Linked DNA regions of Gossypium hirsutum: region 1 is linked to region 2. A link is a contact called in public Hi-C data. All regions are on one chromosome and are shown on one strand. Each heading gives the region's core, a stretch centred on a gene start, on an enhancer-like site or on the middle of the called end of the contact. The rest is flanking DNA. Distances are from core to core; before and after follow the strand shown. Region 1 has its middle 74 kb from the start of LOC121207271. Region 2 holds the start of LOC107888713 (glycerol-3-phosphate dehydrogenase [NAD(+)]).

Region 1 (2,961 bases), core at 160-2,659, 130 kb before region 2:
TTTTTCCAACAATCTCTTGGGTTCAATCCTTGCAATGCTCTAAGTGTTACATTGTAACACTTATAATATTACAACTGACTTGTCACACTTGCTGTCAAAGTCGCTTTTAATTCTCTATATTTTGTGCTAAGTCTCTACTCAGTGAACGAACATCGACATACGCAGTCACCTCTAAGTCCTCCTCTTGAGAATTTAGATTGTAAACACAACTTATTTACACTTTAATTGCAATGAAAAAATATGTTCCTCGATGAATAAATAAATGCTCTCAATATTCCATACATAAACCAATACAAACCTCTCAAATAAATAAACATTCGAGACTTGCTTACATTCTAGAGATCAACTTTAATCCCTATTTAATAGCAAGATACAATGTATTAATTAAGTTCAATATAAAATAGAATACTTGGAAATATGTATTTAATGTAGTCCTGGTGCAATCTTCATATTTCAAGGGATTCGATTGCTTGATTTGATTCGATCCAATCTAATTTTCAAAGATTTGTTGCTTCACGAGATGGATTTGTAAATATGGGTCAGCACACAACTACAAAATCATTTAATTCATTGCCCAAATGATTTGGTTGAAAAGATTTCCAACTCCAGATAATACAAGTTATGTTGCCAGTCGAAGTGTTAGGTGAAGTGGCTACTTTCGGCTAGCACTTTGATAGCCACTTCAAAAACACTTGCCTTCTTTATAAAGGTTGATCAGGCCTTCCATATTTAGAGTACAAAACCATCTTCACAAGGTAAGCTTTACTCCATCTTGATTTGTCTAAATCTCATCAAATCAATTGTCATATAATTATAAAAAATATATATCATAAAGTCAGTCCATATATTCTTAGATTGCATATATCAGTGTACAAGGTAGGTAGATCACGTAAGAATTCTTTAAAAATAATCTTACTTGATTCAGTCTTTTCTCAAATGATAAACACAAGATTAGATGCAAAATCCTCAAAAAGAGACAAGCAAATCATCAAAATATTTTGATCAAATATGTCAACAAATAAACAAGTTATATGTCTAGCACAATATTAACCGAAGTCAGCACAATATTAATATGGTTAAATAGTTTAATTTAGTTTGGTTAATGAATAGATTTTATTTTTAATGTAATCATAAAATAAAAAAATAAAAAAAGAATATTAATTGGTCAAAAATAAAAATATTAAAAATTTATTTAAAACATTAAAACTTTGTACCAATTAGTTATTATACATCAATATAAATTCATATTAGTTGAGACAGACCAAAACACCAAAATAATAAAAACATACCAGAATTCAAAACAAAAATAAAGAAACTTATATAATTTGATACCGGTATAGGCCAGAAGCGACATATACATACGGAACGCCAAAGACATGATCTGTACGAGGCCATCCCAGCCGTTAACTTTTACCCATATATTCCCAGGTTTATACGAGTGTAATTATTATATTGTATGCAAGAGGAAAGTGTAGGTGAAAGTGAAGTGTCCTTTTTTTTATTGCAACATTATTGTTATCATATAAAGCCCTCCGTAAAAGTAACTGACAGAGAAGGGGGGAAAGTGTCGGTGGAGAGTGCCCCCTTTTTTTTTCCTTTTTAATACAACATTATATTATTAGATCCAGAATTCATCTTTTTCTTGTTCTAAAATTAAATGATGAAAATCAGAACATTTACCTGTTTTAAAATAATTATGTCTAGTCTGAATCCAATTTGAGGATATGCTTTTATTTTTCATATATTACAAAATATTTTTATTTATATTTATATTTAAGGTTTAGATAAGATTTATAGGGCCGAGCGGTCAGTCCAACCCATAGAGATTTCTATTAGTCACTTTAAGAGCTTCGCTAATATGAACCTTGAGGTTAACAATGGCTTGGACCAAGGGTCTCTTCTGTTAAACAGGATACATAGTTTTAAAAGTATAAAAACTAAGGGTACGATTGTTTTATTTAGAATAATTTTCAAAAAATGATTTTTTAAAAAGTTGTATTTTTTTTGTGTTTGGATGAATTTATATAAAATATTTTCTATTATTTGACAGATTTCTTAAAAATATTTTATAAAATTTGTTTTCAATGAAACGAATATACATTCGAGATTTTTTTATCTTTTAATTATTTAATTGAGTTTATTTTATATCTATAATTTTATATTTTACATTATTTTTGCATGTATTTAAAATATTTTGTTAAATTTAGGTTCATTACAACGTCATTTTTTAGTTGCATGATTACCAAGTGAATTTTTTTATTTAAAAATGTGATATCAACAAATTTGACAAAAAAATTTAACAATATCAACAATTGGACTTGATTTTCAAATTTGAAAAGTAAAGGGACTAAATTCTAATAAAAGGACAGAGACTAAATTGCAAATTTGTGAAGAGTATATAGAGACTTATGATAGATTTTAACCTTTATACTTCAAAACATTTATTATTAATATATTTATAAGTGTAATAAATATTTATTATTATTTTTAGAAAATATTTTAAAATATTAATATTGAATATTTTCAATAAAATGTGATGAATATTATTTAAAATTATTATTTTTAACATTTATTATTAAATAAATTTGAAATATTTGTTAAAATAATAAATTATATTAATGCTTTATTATATGACTAAATATAAATAATTAAATAGGTATGTTTGATAATATTGAAAAATATAATATTTTATATTAATATTTTAAATATTTTTAAAAATAAAAATAAAATTTATTTTTAATATAATAATGTCAAGCTTGATTTAAGCTGATTTTTATATAAAAATAAAATTATCTATATTGGAGCTCTTTACCGGAAAATGACTTACGTTTTTCAAAAGGGAATTCATTTTACAGGAAAAATAACTTATTTTACGTTGATTTGTAAGTCATTTTTTGGAGACCAAATTGTTTTCTGTGAAACAAATACAGGAAAATGCAAAAAACATTTTCCGTAAAACCT
Region 2 (2,701 bases), core at 22-2,521:
CAAGGTGTAGACTTGGATATTTCCATGTGGTGAACAACGATTACACTCATTGGGAAATGTACGCCATTGGTGGCAGTGCAAACCCTACTATCAACAGCCAAGGAAACAGGTTTCTAGCACCCAATGATAGATCAAAGAAGGAGGTAATTAATTTTCAAAGTCCTCATTAGCACGAGTTAACTCATATATATCACCATTTTCACACTACCATATGTAATGATTTTTGTAGGTGACCAAGCATGAGAATGCACCAGAGAGTGAATGGAAACGCTGGAACTGGAGATCCGAAGGAGACTTGATGTTGAATGGAGCCTTTTTCAGGCAAACCGGTGCTTCTGGTGCATCTTCAACCTTTGCTAGGGCTTCGAGCCTTAGTGCTAGACCATCTTCTCTTGTGGGTACAATGACAATGACTGCTGGTGCACTCAAATGTAGAAGGGGTTCCCACTGCTAGTTTTAAACTTATAATTAGCAGTTTAATTATAATTTAGTCTTTTTGTTTCTTTTAAGAATGTAATGAAACGACGAACTCTGCATGTTGCCTGAAATTGAACACAACATGGATTAATCATTAATCCTATACAGTTAATTTGTAGTAATTTTCTGTATTGATAGATCAACAAAGCATGCAACTGCAGTTTAGGGTTGCTTTTATGTAATCTGCTATAAGTGGCAAAAGTGTACTTTTTCATGAAAGTGATTGTCATTATTGATAAGGGAGAATTTTGCTTGTTTTATCTACATAATGTTTTCAGTTTGGACTGAAGGTATGGTAATTCTCCTATAAAAAGTATATATTTTATATCTCTTAAATGTTTTCATGGATAAAAAGTCAAACCAAAGCATTAATTATAAATGTTGTGAGCGTTTGGATAATTGTCACCGAAAAAAGTAAATGCTTTTGAAGTACCAAAATGTCAACGCAAACAAACCCAATTAATGATCAATTAATATATTCTTTGTCGTTGGAAATATTAAAATATAGAATTTTACTAATAAAAACTTAATAATAATAGTAATAGTATTCCTTAAAAAATTAATAATAGTAATAACCAAAAATGAAAAACCTTAATTTGGAAAATTAATAATAGTAATAATCATGCGATCTAGTTTTGATGTGTGAAACAAACAATGGCTTATGGGAAGAAAATTTTCATATAAAAAGGAGCAACTAAAAGCCATGTTTTGGGCGTAAATCATGGAGAAACTGAATATCTGAGCTAGACCGCAATGTGATTGAGTAGAGTGGGAATGCGAGACAGGATCTCCCGCATGCACTCATAGCTTCAAGCTTTTTGGTATGTTTATTACATTGTGATTAATTAAAGTCAGTCACTGTCTCAAACATTTGCAAATGCCAATTGCAATTTACCAAACTTCTATCTCATATCATCTTCTTGCAGACCTTTGCTTTTACCATGAATATCAAGTATCTCTCTATCTATCTCTATCTATTGACCCAACCAGTTTTGGGCTAAAATATATTGACCCATTAGAAAATGGGTCTAAGATATTTCTATATTGAAATGGACCCAAGCCAAGTTCCACGACGGTTTTTGTTCTTTGGATCATAGCCTTCATTGGTTTCACTTTCATTTTTATTCACTGATAAATTGCCAAAACAACCATGTCATTACAAAATTACTCTGCAAAGTAAGGTCCAAACTTGCACTAGTTTTGACTTGGAAAGAAAACCCGAAGGAAGAAAGCAAAAGCAGCATAGAGTAGATCGCCAACTTCAACAAATGAAAGCATAAAAGAGAACTTTGTTTCATTGTTTGTGACGACAACGTGTCTGTCATCTCCGCCCTCATGCGCTTTCATTTCCCCTTATATTCTTCTTCCTCTTTCTCCCTCGTTTCTAACTTCACTTTCATTTCTTCATTGCCACTCATCTTTTCTTCCTCCCATTTCTCCACTTTCATTTCAATGGCTCCTGCTTTTGAACCTGTCTCTCCCCCACACCAAGAAGCTGAACCCCAAACTGCAACACCCCATCACACTGACACTGTAAACAATTTTGGGAATGATGGTCAAGTTGTTGGCTCTAAATCAAAGGTCACTGTTGTTGGTAGTGGTAATTGGGGTAGTGTTGCTGCTAAGCTCATTGCTTCTAACACTCTCAAGCTCAACTCTTTTCATGGTATTTCTCTACCCTTCACTCATCTTTTTGTTTCTTGCATGATTATCTGTTTCTTTCAATGATTTAGAAAGCGGGGAAAAGCTCACCAAAGATGTTAACTTGTGAGATTCATATGGTGGAATGATGAAAAAGATTACTTAACTGTGTTTAGAAGTATTGAGATTTGATAATACTAAGTGGAAGTTTTTATGGTTTTAGATTTGGAATTGAATTGCAATTTGTTCTAATGAAAAATCCAGATGAAGTGAGGATGTGGGTATTTGAGGAGACATTGCAAACGGGTGAGAAGCTTACAGATGTCATTAACAAAACTAATGTGAGCACTTGAAAACATTCATTTTCTGTCCATTTGTTTATTTTCTTGTAGATTTTCTCAACCTGTAAGTGGACTTGCTTTTGTTTCACTAGGAAAATGTTAAATACCTTCCTGGTATTAAGCTCGGCAAAAATGTCATTGCGGATCCAGACCTCGATAATGCAGGTAATCAATTTCCCTTTTTTTCTTTACATTTCTGGTACCCCTTTTGCTTCATTTAGATTCTTGAATGCTTGTAGTTA

The links. A called contact is a pair of places that touch in the nucleus more often than the background predicts.
Region 1: a Hi-C map of leaf shows a contact between it and region 2, with 2.4 times the contacts expected there. The contact joins the enhancer-like site here to the promoter of LOC107888713 in region 2. A contact is called at or near these places in 2 of 34 Hi-C or Micro-C datasets (both in leaf).

The regions. Positions count from the first base shown.
Region 1 is chrA09:12,150,364-12,153,324 of Gossypium_hirsutum_v2.1, reverse strand. No RefSeq gene overlaps it. Among protein-coding and RNA genes, the nearest start is that of LOC121207271, 74 kb to the right of the region's middle. Within about 2 kb of position 1,409, at least 1 of the 9 cell types and tissues checked has an H3K27ac peak or open chromatin away from gene starts, as enhancers often do. A contact at or near this core is called in leaf, where this site is marked.
Region 2 is chrA09:12,017,311-12,020,011 of Gossypium_hirsutum_v2.1, reverse strand. LOC107888713 (glycerol-3-phosphate dehydrogenase [NAD(+)]) reads left to right here and starts at 1,271. Exons shown (of 11, transcript XM_016812893.2): 1 at 1,271-2,143; 2 at 2,383-2,459; 3 at 2,552-2,624. The coding sequence starts at 1,813. LOC107888714 (pectate lyase) reads left to right here. Exons shown (of 3, transcript XM_016812894.2): 2 at 1-143; 3 at 230-737. The coding sequence ends at 454.